Regions from separate parts of the Cricetulus griseus genome. Here region 2 is linked to region 1. A link is a contact called in public Hi-C data. All regions are on one chromosome and are shown on one strand. The core of a region is the stretch at or near the end of the contact, and the rest is flanking DNA. Distances in the headings are between cores, read along the strand shown. Region 1 overlaps Itga2 (integrin alpha-2). Region 2 overlaps Itga1 (integrin alpha-1).

Evidence for each region. Hi-C and Micro-C count contacts between places; a contact is called where the count stands out from the background.
Region 2: a Hi-C map of the CHL-YN cell line shows a contact between it and region 1, with 8 times the contacts expected there. The contact joins two enhancer-like sites. A contact is called at or near these places in 7 of 8 Hi-C or Micro-C datasets (the CHK-Q cell line, the CHL-YN cell line, the CHO-K1 cell line and 3 more).

The regions. Positions count from the first base shown.
Region 1 is chr2:332,653,949-332,659,960 of CriGri-PICRH-1.0, reverse strand. It overlaps Itga2 (integrin alpha-2), which reads left to right. Exons shown (of 30, transcript XM_035438786.1): 29 at 1-18; 30 at 524-805. The coding sequence ends at 604. Among named protein-coding and RNA genes, the nearest start is that of Mocs2, 14 kb to the right of the region's middle. Within about 2 kb of position 2,625, at least 1 of the 6 cell types and tissues checked has open chromatin away from gene starts, as enhancers often do.
Region 2 is chr2:332,783,004-332,789,015 of CriGri-PICRH-1.0, reverse strand. It overlaps Itga1 (integrin alpha-1), which reads left to right. Exons shown (of 29, transcript XM_027401425.2): 27 at 146-238; 28 at 1,119-1,235; 29 at 4,917-6,012. The coding sequence ends at 4,961. Among named protein-coding and RNA genes, the nearest start is that of Itga2, 61 kb to the right of the region's middle. Within about 2 kb of position 2,630, at least 5 of the 6 cell types and tissues checked have open chromatin away from gene starts, as enhancers often do.

The DNA of each region.
Region 1 (6,012 bases), core at 1,376-3,875:
GTTGCAGGTTTGTGGAAGGTAAGCAAACTTCATGGCTAAAATGTGGTACTACCAAAGGCCCCTGTGTTGCATGGCATGGAATGTCTTGCCATTGAGAAAAGAAATACAAGGATGTTTTTACTTTCTTACTCAAGTCTTTGAAAATCCAATAAGGACTTGGTTTTTGTTTTAACCTCCCTGTCACCCAGCACCCTGAACATTTTGTTCAGTTTCAAATAGCTATGACAGATACTCAATTTCGTACAATGAAACTTAACTCTCTGGACATAAAGTTCCTCAACATATGGGTGCTCAGACATTAGCCAGCAGCCTCTGCACCAGTCCCTCTAAACCTGCAGGCAGTCAGATGGGCTGCAGATAAATGGGCAACAAAGCAGGTCAAAGGCACATGCTGAGGAAGTCATGGGTGGTAATGTCATTCTTTTTCTGGGCACAGTGCCGTGAGAATAGATATGCTTGTTGGGTAATGATCAAAGGTAACTGTAGTCACAGGGTGGTAACAGGCTATGTTGTCACCTTACAGCTTGGCTTCTTCAAAAGACAATATAAAAAAATAATCCAAAATCCAGATGAGACGGATGAGACCACAGAACTCAACAGCTAAACCCCCGCGACACCACGGCATGGTGGCTGGCGACATCCCTGCTAGGGTTCACTGTGTGGTGAATGGATTTCTCTTACAGTCCAGCTTTAAATAATTTAACAGGGAAACTAGCCTGATAATTTTAGAGTAACTGCTGGTCAGTTGGGGAAGAAGACATTGTGGGTGGTGGTTAGGGCTAGGAAGACCAAAGACATTATATAGAAAGGAAAACAGAGTAATCTCTAGACTGGCTAGTCCAGTGTTTACATGCTAACATTTATTGTGTCAGGAAGATGGGATGTATTTATGCATGACAAGCCTTCAAGAAAATTGTAACATTTTCATATGGGGGGGTGGTAAAGTGCATGGGGAATGCTCTTTTTAATTTAATTAACAGTATCAGAAAAAGTGGAAAGTACCTGATATGTATATAATGCATAACACATATTATGTATGTTATATATTATCAATATAGCATATATAAGTACATATTACATATATGTATATATAAAACTGTGACATAACTTATATTGTAGATAATATATATAATACTGAGTACTTCCACATATATATAACTATATTACTATAATAAATATTAATGTTTGTTAAAAAGAGAGAAAACCAGCATAGATTGTTTTTTTCAATTTATGCTGCTCATCCATGGTTGCCATAGAGGACACTGTTAAATGACAATCTTATTTATAAACTAGTTTCTTTAAAAAAAAAAAAAAAAAAAAAAAAAAAAAAAAAAAAAAAAAGGTTCTGCTATTGCAGGACAGTAATCTCAGCTACCGGAGAAATTAAGACAGGAGTCTGAGGCCGCGGTCTCCCTGAATTGTACAGTGAATTCAAGGCTATCCTGAACAACTTAAGGAGATCCTGTCTAAAAGCAAAAGGTGAAATGATGCTGGGGCATAGCTTAATCATAGAGTGCTCACTTAGCAGGATCTTAAAAAAATAAAACTTACTGCTTTCTTTCAGGCCCTGACTGCCTCTTCTGAGTCCTATCTTACTATAAACATGCTTGAATTATCAAGAGAAATACAGAATATATATATATATATATATATATATATATATATATTTGAAAATAAATATACGACCTACTAAAGAAAACATTATGCTGGGCAAGGGCCAGTTCAAAAGCCAAAACATGAAAATTTACTAGTAACCTATACTGTCTATACTGTTACAAATTTATAGTATAACTGTCTGCTGGGACCATCCCTTGCCAAAGGAAAGGGGGAGGGGCACTCCTTCTAGGAATAGCAAGAGTTCTCTTTCAGTTGATTAGCTAGCTGGGAGGAACCTAGTGCATTTGCTAGAGATGAACAATTTATTTTGCTAACTGCTTCCCATGTCTCCCCTTCCCTACTGCCCTTAATGACAGAAGGGGCCTGCCTTTCTCTCCAGCAGTTATCACTTTCCTTTATCTGCCAGCCCCATCTCCCACACCATGAATCCCAACACACCACCCACACACCACCCCAGGTGTTGGGATGAGAGAGACCCCTGTTTAGTCCACACACCTGTGATTACTCTCCACACTCCTTAGCTTTAGGGGACTGTTTTCATTTGTTGCTACACAAGAAAGAAAACCAAGCCTGGATGTGTAGCTGTAGCAGTTATAAATAAGGGAATTGGAACAGCTCAGGGATTTGTAGATTAGAGGAGCAGCTGAAACCACTAATGTAGGTGTGCCATCTGTGCTTGACTCAGGCAGGCAAAACTATGCATTAAGTCTTTAAACTCTCACTAGGTCAGGCTGGTCGAAAGCCCAAGGTCCTCCTTTTGACAAGCAGCCAGTCATGGTGATGTAAAGAGGCTGCACTCCAGGGAGTTGTACCTTCTCCACCCTTTGCAGCTTATTTCTGAGCCTATACATTCTCCAGAAGAGAGCCAGAAGAAAGGGGTTCAAGGAACAACAGTAGAAACCACTCTGTCACACACTATATGCATGAAGCTTTGGCCCAATCCTTAACCGCTAGGAACTTCATTGTTCTCCTTAGGAAAGGGGAAGTGGGGGGGGGGAGGCTCAGAAGTGACTCAGTGTTAGAAGTTACCATAAGGATTTCCTACTGCACAACATCTGAGAATGGAAACCAGAGAGGTCAGAGGAAAAACAGCTTGCCCGTGTGTGTATGGATGGCCAGGCTCCTGAGTGTCGGTCCAGAGCTAATTGGACCAGTTAGTGGCTTACTTCATTCTTGATAAAGCCAGACAAATGGAAGGGGAAAAGTATTAGCCGTAAATGTCAGGGAGGCACCGCAAAAACAGCTTGATACTCTCTTAGTAGATCCAGAGACCAGTTCTTTTAAGAGCTGTGTAGAGTCAGTGGGTCATTCTAACCAAAATTTTCTTTTAGACTGGAGAAAACAGTCATTAGGTTCATAGAGAATACTTCACATGCTATGTTAGCCTAACACACACACACACACACACACACACACACACACACACACACACACACACACACACACTAGCTTTCTAGTGTGCTTTATCAGTGCCCATGGCACACCTTTCCTTTATTTTACTGCCTTCCTCTCCTCCTACAGGCAGTAAACTGGGGTTATCTACTCCTATACACACAGAGCTTGAGACCTTTGATGAGCCTTGACTTTCAGTTTTTAAGGGGTAAGGCTGGGTTACAACTAAGACCCTGACACAGTCTCTAAACCATTTGTCACACTAGCCCAGGGTCTGTGACCTTAGCAATACTGTAATTTTGGAGCAGGTAGTTCTATGAGGGGAGGGGCTGTCTTGTTCCTTACAGGGTTTGACACAGCATCCATTACCTCTACCAACTCAGGGACAGATTGCATCTTCCCCCACAGTCATGACAATAACAAATGTCCCCATTGAGTCCCATGCCCAGTGTTTACTAAAGGACTCCTGTATTTTTCAAGAAATTTTAAGCAAAGATGAATGTTCTCAAGAAATTATTGGGGGAGGGGTTGGCGGGTAGGCAGTGTTTGAAAGGAAGTTATGTAGTCCATTCAATCATACCTTTGATTTAAAAGTAAGTATAGGACTCAAGAGATGTCAGGTTAAAATTTCCATTTCATAAATGGTATATCACAAAATGTGATCTTAAAAACCTGAGTCGCTTCCTGCTTGGTAACCACACAATTCTATAAACAGCAGCAAGGTAAAATAGTGTAATAAAGATACTGGATTCACTTAAAATTATGTACTGCTCATCTTCACAGCAAACTAGGAATGCCTAACTGAACAGATATTTTTCTAGCTAGCAGTGTTACTTTATAAAACAGTGAAACTTGCCTTTTAACTGTGAAGAATAAAGAAAATGAAAGCCATTTTATGATAGGTGCACAGTGATTACTCTAAATTATAAAGTATAATGTCATACTGTGTCTATCCTGACAAAGCGCTGCAACCTAACATGTGACAATCTCATTAAGATTCCATTAAATAGAAGGTGGGACTCTCAGTAGGGCTCCCAGCTCCTTTCACACAGAACAATTCTGTATACAATCTCCTAGGACTATGTCCTTCATGTACACCCAGGAATGTTCATTTTCATTAACATGGAAGAGTAAACATCTAGAGTTAGAAGATAAACATGGGGGCAAATTTGGGAGTGAAATATTTACCACTTTGAATTTTAAAGTATAAAGATGTAGTCATTGTGTAAATACATATTGTACTGTTTGTACTTGACTTTGGCAACTGAAGCCAAAATGTAAATGTATATATTGCACAACTATATTAGAATTGTCTATTTTTAAAGGAGGAGATTATCTTACTTCACACATGATGATTAGATGAGTAATCTTGGTAAGATGTAATGGTACAGGTTTGAATTAAGTATGTTTTGTCATTTTTCTGTCCACCAAAAGTAAATAAGATGAATGTATTTGTTGTACACCAACTTGGTGAATTTATTTGATTTCTTAGAGACAATCAAATTGCAGTAATTGACATAAATAAAAGCTTCTCTGATATCAAAGCACAAGGACCAGACAGAAAAGCTTTATTTAATTGTAAATTGTTATTTTCATATTCTGTCATTAAATATCATTAAAATTGTTTTGAAAGTAAGCTACTCTATGTGGATTTTTATTACAAAGTTACAAATTTCAATATGTCTTAGGGACTACTTTTGCTTCAGAACACATTCAAGATTCAATTTAAGAAGACTCTGGCTGTCAGTAGCCTAAGTTTCTGGTCTGGTAGAAAATCAAAGCACAGTTAAAACATTTTAATATGAAGCGGGAGGTGACTTAAATGTTAAGAAAAAAATTATACACACTGAAATGAACAAAATGAAGAACTAAAGCTAAATGGACTTAAGTTTGCAGACTGCGCTTGCTAATGCAGAGCAGTCCACTGCAATGCTCAGATAGGCTGTGACTGTGTCACCATCTGTATCAATGATAAATCATCTCCTATTCAGGTATCAGGCATTCCTTCATGGTGAATTCCCACCCCAAAATTGACAGCCTTCTATAGAAAAACATGTGCTTACGAGATAAGCCAGAAGAAAGAACATTTTGTTGTCATTGTTTTTTTTTTTATTTTCTTTATGGAAAGACCTATATTACTTTTTTATTAAAAATGTTAGACAATGTATTTGACCACATGCTTTCCCCTCCCTCGATTCTTCTGGGCCCTCCCATCCCCCTACTCATCCAACTTCGGTTTTGTTTCTCCTCTCCCCACCCCCCTCAAAAAATGGAACAAATAAAACAGCACCAAAACAATGGAATCCATTTTGTGTTGGCCAACTACTCCTGGGCACAGGACTGCCCTGGGGTGTGGTTGACAGATGAAATGACAGTCTATTAACTTCCCAATTCCTGGCAAGGATCAATTGCAAATAGCTTATTGGTCAGAGTGGGCCTTTATGCCCACTTCCCCTTCTCATTGATGGCATTTTAAAACCTGTATTAAAACCATCATCTTTTCCCATACAGATAACTGTACAATAATTTTGTATTTACTCATTTAAAAAAGGTAATTGATTCCTTTTACTGTTCTATATTAGTATTAAAGACTACAAACAAAATTTCTCTAAAAATCTGCTCCTCACCCTTAATTTTTAAATAAGATACCAATTAAGGATTAAACACTAGGTCACATATAAGAACTACTCTAGCCTTATAGAATGGCTATACTAAACTCAACTTTTTGGTTCTAGTCACAGTTATAGGGCTGGATCTACTGCCCTCTGCTGGATGATTCCACTAATTACGACACAGTGGAATAGAGTAGCTACATTTGCCCACTGGTTCATTTAACTAGATGCTTTTTCATATCTGCATGTGGTACAACTTATATGTCAGGAGTGTTTAATTGGAGACACAGTATGGGAAACCAACAGCACCAGCATTCATCCAACAAATATCTGAGTGAATACTATAAGCTCATGTACTTTGGTGACAAAGCCCTTGATCTCAAGGAGTTGA
Region 2 (6,012 bases), core at 1,381-3,880, 130 kb before region 1:
TCCATACCAGTTCTTTAGCTGCCCCGATCTTGCCGGATCTTGCATGGGTTACTGCAGCAGGTGTAATAATTGTACTGCTCACACATGACCATCTCTCATCTTGATTAGCACGGTACATTAATAACGGGTCCTACCTGCCTTTCAGACTCAATTTTCCAGCTTCAATCTTACTATAAGGGGAGAACTTCAAAGTGAAAACACAATGCTGACGTTAAGTAGCAGCAATCGGAAACGAGAGGTAAGCGGGCTGCGTTTCAAACCAAGCTTGCCTGTGGCGTTCTCTGTCAGTACCCAGGGATGGAAGCTGTGACCGATTTGATGCTCTTGTCAGACACTCTTGGACTTCCTTCTTATTGGCTTCTGGTGGGATTTCAGGCTTGTTCTTCTCCTCAGAAGCTAGGAAAAGCATGATGTTGACAACTCATGTCACCAGCCGAGTTTACCTTTATTGCTTTTCTCCATGACAGTAACTTGATGTTTCTACTTTCACTTTAGTGACAAAGGGGATGCTTGTGAGTTTCCTCTTTAAGATCTAACAGTATATAATGCAGGTGGCCTTCAATCTACTTACAGAAAATGCTTGCATATGTATATATATAAATGTGTGTATTATACATGTATGTACCTATGTGCATATGCTTTTATGTATGTATGTGTATATATATATAAGGTTTTGAAACTCTTTCACTTAGCCATTTGAAAATCCTCCCCCCCCCAAAAAAAAGTGAGGCCTTTCAAGCTGAGTCCTTGGTAAAAATACAAGTATTTTACTCTTGACTTTTTAAAGCCAAAGGACTTGTTTTAGACAAAGGCATGCTTTTCTCATCTTGTCCTGGAAAAAATTACATATCCCATCTGGGTGAGCCATACTATATAAGTTGTATAATTCTGTTTTGAAGGGCTTCTCTTTTGGTGATAATAAATTTGATATTATTGGACATTTAGAGTAACTGAAAGGCATTTCCAAATGTAAACCCAATGGGTGTTTTTCTTTTTGTATACAGTCATGAGATTAATTACATTGTTTGGTAGAAAATATAGCCTGTAAGAACTCTGTGTTCCAGGAGTTCTATGGTTGTTTATCAGTGTTACCAACCTGGTTTAATAATCATTTTCAGCTGGCTATTCAAATCTCCAAAGATGGAGTCCCAGGCAGAGTGCCACTGTGGGTCATCCTCCTGAGTGCCTTCGCTGGTCTACTGCTCTTGATGCTGCTTATATTAGCACTTTGGAAGGTAAGCACCACCGTCACTGTCACTTTTTGTTCCAGCGAGGCGGGGGTGGGGGATGTCAAAATAAATTATGGGTTACCAATGCTTTGGAATATACTAGCATATAAACATTTATATGCTAAGTAAGAATTTTTTAAAAGCAAAATTTCACACATTGAGTTTTATACATCTCATTTTTGAAAAGGAAAATGTATGCCCTAAGTGGGGTACAAACATCTATAAAACTCCTGGGAAACCTCTTTACAGGTAGGGATTATTGAGGACTATTGAACAATAAGCTAAAATTTTAGTAAGGATAGTTATTGCTTTTAAAAGTAAGAAAAATAGCCGGGCTGTGATGACACAGGCCTTTAACCCCAGCGCTCAGCAGGCAGAGGCAGGCAGATCTCCATGAGTTCAAGGCCAGCCTGGTCTACAGAGGAGTTCCAGGACAACCACAGAGGAAAGCCTGTCTCAAAAAAAAAAAAAACTGGGAAAAAAACTGAATTCCTATGTTGATTAAGGACATACAAGGAATAGTGTCATGTGTTTTAGCCACACCAGTCTGCATCTTAGAGATAAAATGCTTCTTTGATCCCAGCACTCCGGAGGCAGAGGCAGGTGGAACTCTGTGAGTTCAAGGCCAGCCTGGTATACAGAGTGAGTGCCAGGATAGGCTCCAAAGCTACACATAGAAACCCTGTCTCAAAAACATGCTTCTTTGATGAATAAACAGAAAAAACACACTTTCTTCAATAATTGTGTGGCTGTATAAGGAACAAGTAAATTAATAGTTGGCTGGTATAATAAAGAACAAAGTTCAAAGACCCCCATATCAAATCCCTTCAGAAAACCAAGTGGCAATCTGTTTCCTCTCAAGTTAATCGATATATTTAGTGAGATGGTTTAAGGCGAGAAATTTAAGAACAATCCATTTTCAAGCAAGCTATGGTGATAGCTTTTAGGTGAATTTACCAGAAAACAAAATTCCATAGAAAAGTTGAATTCAATGATTTTTTCAATTAAAAGTGGAATTTGAATTCTGTCTGGCATTAACATGTTCCTATATTTCACCTACTGCTTTGTTAAATAAAATTATGCAAAAATGGAAATGTGACTACATATTCATGTTTCTAATATATGAACGACAGATTTAACTAAATAGTTTATATAGCAAGTTTCTCTCCTGCTGAGTTACCCTACCTGGCTTCTGTGATGGCAACCTTCCTCTTTGGGAGCTTTCCCCAAAGGAGAATATGAACAAGTAGCATAAATAGAATCTATGGTCCTTCCCCAGCAAAGTCCCAAGACACAAGTCACAAGTATCCTTTTCTTCCTCTGAACTTCCAGGACATCAGTTCTCTCTGCAATACCTAGCTTTGCCACAGCGTGGTGCCCAAGGCCTGCTTTATGGCTTGTGTTGCCTCACAGGCTGTGGTTTCCCACTTGAAAGCACCTCTGATACATTCTGTGCCTGATGATGCCTCCTCCTGTGGCCTTGCAGTGTGAGCTCCACTAGTTGGAATGCTCATAGGGAATTTAGGAAAGAGAAGAGGAAAGCCAGGGCTGATATTGGATGGGTTCTCTCTGACTTCATACCTCTGTTTAAAGCAAACAAACAAAAGGGAATTTTCCTCCACCTGTTTTTACATCCTTGGTCTGAAAAAAATCCTAAGTGTAAAAACATTTTTTCCAGTAAATGTTGTGGTGATGTGTGCTTATAGCTTCTAAGATCGTCTTTTACCACCCACAAAAGGTCAGTTAACCAACTTTGGGCTGTCGAAATGAGTGTGTTTAGTTAATTCAAATACCTCTGTGAAGGGCTTCCCAATCAGATCTGGGATTCCAAGGTAGACAGGAGGAGCTACCTCTTAGTAGGTGCTAACTGTGAGCCAAAAACTCTGTTGAGCACCCTTCTTCCTTCAAGTATCCTGGCTGTTATGAACCTCGGTCTGTAAATGAGAGAATGACTGTACAGACAGGTTCCACATATTTTCCAGGGCTACACAGCCATTAATGTTCTGGGTAAGATTTTGAATACTTATTCATTGATCTCATTCTGTTGTCCATACAACAACTTTTGTAACCATGCATTGTAACTGCATTTTGCACGTGTAAACATTAAAACAAAGGTAAGGTTGGTAGCTGAGTAACTCTCCCAAGATTATCAACTAGTAAACAGTTGGATTCAACTAACAATTTATCTCCAAAGCCTCTGTATTTTTTTAGATAGATTCCATTGCTGCACAGTATGGGGCAGAAGTTCATGAATTCATTGAAACATGAAATACTTGGTTTTAGAATAAAAGTCCCTGGTACAATGGTTCTAGAATAAAAGGCCCTGGTTCAATTCAGAGTAGCATGCAAAACAGAATGCCACAGTCAGAAGAAAAATTCGGGGAAACTAGAAGACACGTTTTCTAGTTTTCTAATTTTATTCGCACTGATACCAAAGCCCCACCACTGATGATTTACTAGTCCTACAGCTTTGCTCCTCATTCAGTGTAATTTGTTGAAGGGGAATGGTGGTCCCCCCCATAGTCACAGTTTCTCTTTGAATAGTCCCAGGATCTAGTCAATTATACTTCAAAACTTAATGCAGTATAATAAAATGCTTTGAGAAATTTAAGAAATACATTTGCCTTACTTAAAACACAATGTTATTCTATTTTATTCTTCATTATTAATAATTAATAATTTCTTGCTGTGACTAATTCATGTCAATTTTATCATCAAAGTTACACGTAGGAAAACAAAACAAAGTCTCAGACTCAGTATGGCCATGTTTCATGCATCCAGGGCCTGTGGATCAGGAGAACTGAGATAGCGATGCATCACTTTTTAATCTTTTCTTTATTGGTATTCATTTTTTTATTCAACACTTACCCTCCATTATACATTGACACTACTTTTTGCCATCAGGTTTTGAACTAGGTTAATTCTAAAGAAGATAATTTAATTACAGAAACCAAAACAGAAAAGCAAAACCCCAGAGAAAGTCTAGAGGTCACAAACTTACTTTTTGTTTTTCCAGCATTGGCCAAGATTGTCACAGTTTAGTTTGCAGGAACTGCAAATTATATTCTCTTAATTTCTAGTCTAAATAACCAGTTTCCCTTAATAAAACTAATGCTTACAGAATTTGTTGCATGGAAAAGTTGAGGTCACAAAGTTTGGTCTCTGAGATGGGCATTTAGAAACATTTTAAAACAAAGGAGGCTGGGAGAGGGGCGGGAAAAGGGGGGTCTTCGTGGAAAGGAGCCTGTGGGAAAGCATGGAAGAGCCAGGTTTCTCTTTAAAACCAATTTCTTTATTGAATCTTTGGGAATTTCACATAATGTCCCCCAATTCTGCTCACCTCCCAGTCCCTGCATATACTCCTGTCACCTCTGCAGCTCCCCCCCCCCAAGTGAAAAAAGCTTTGATGGAAAAGTTTCTGCCACTTAAAAAGTGATGACAAAATAGAAACAGTGCTGATTCACTGTAGCTCTCTTGCCTCACATTTCCCAGAACTCTGCTTATTTCACACAGGCTTATTTCACACTCGGTATTAACTGGTCAGCTAAAACATGCATCAGTTATCTTAATTAGTTACATGCTTAGATTTTCTAATACATGACTAAATTAGATTATATCTAAATAGATTATTATCTATTGCCTACATTAAAATAAATAATTGTGTTATAATTCACATTTTCTCTCCAGATTGGATTCTTCAAAAGGCCACTAAAGAAGAAAATGGAGAAATGAAATATTTTACAGGAGAAAAGAGAGCAGTAACAGTTATTCAATGATCTATCCTCAGGTTTGCCTCTATCATGTGAGAAGAAATTCAGAAATATAACCAAAGACATGGTCACATAACTATAATGTAATCCATCAACCAGTTGGGATTACTCACTTGGAAAATAACAGATCAAGTGTGATCCAAAAAGGGTACCCAAAGATATAGCTTAGAAAGTGATGAGAAATACTTTTAATAATTACTCATTTTTGCTGAGTAAGTGGAATGACAAAATGTTTTAAAGAAGACCCCCCAATATACTTAACATGTTTATGTGTTTAAATGCCATGTGGAGTACTTTAAGAATGCACAAAGGAGCTTTGTGTTCACTGAAACAGTTACTCTCAGCACAATGTAAATTAAGCTTTTCCCCTTGATTACATCTTCAGAGCTACACTCAGCACAAATGAATGGAGTGAGAAAGATCTCCCAAGTCTAATGAGAAAAACTTTGCCTAGCAGAGCCCATATACAATATGGACTGAAAACTGAATTTAAACCCGGAGCTGACACTCAGTGACTTCTTGGGCTCTGTAGTTGGGAATAGTGTTTTCCAATGTGATTGGAGAATAGTGCAAGTGAGCTTAAATTCTATGTAGAATAGACAGTCAAGAGAGAATGACATTTAAAAACGAGTGCACTGAATCTATTCATTTAAACTTTTACAAAAAGTGAAAGTGCTTAATTTATATTGCGCTCTAAAACATGGAACTCTTTTATAAAGAAAAATGAAGCACGTAAAGCATTTTGTGTAGCATAACAGTGATTATTTGTGAAAAGTCACAGTGTGCGTGTGTGATGCCGGGAAGGTTTAATGAAACATGACAGCATAGGTAGATGACCCAAAAAGACTACACTGCTGAGTAGTTGTTTAATGCATGGACTTCCAGATGTTACATTAAAGTAGGAGACTTCTCAGCTCTTTGGTATAGGGTTCATTTAAAAATCCCAAGATATGATCGTTTATTTTTGAAATGTTTCAAATACATTTTATGTTACTATTGAAAAAGCAGTCTCC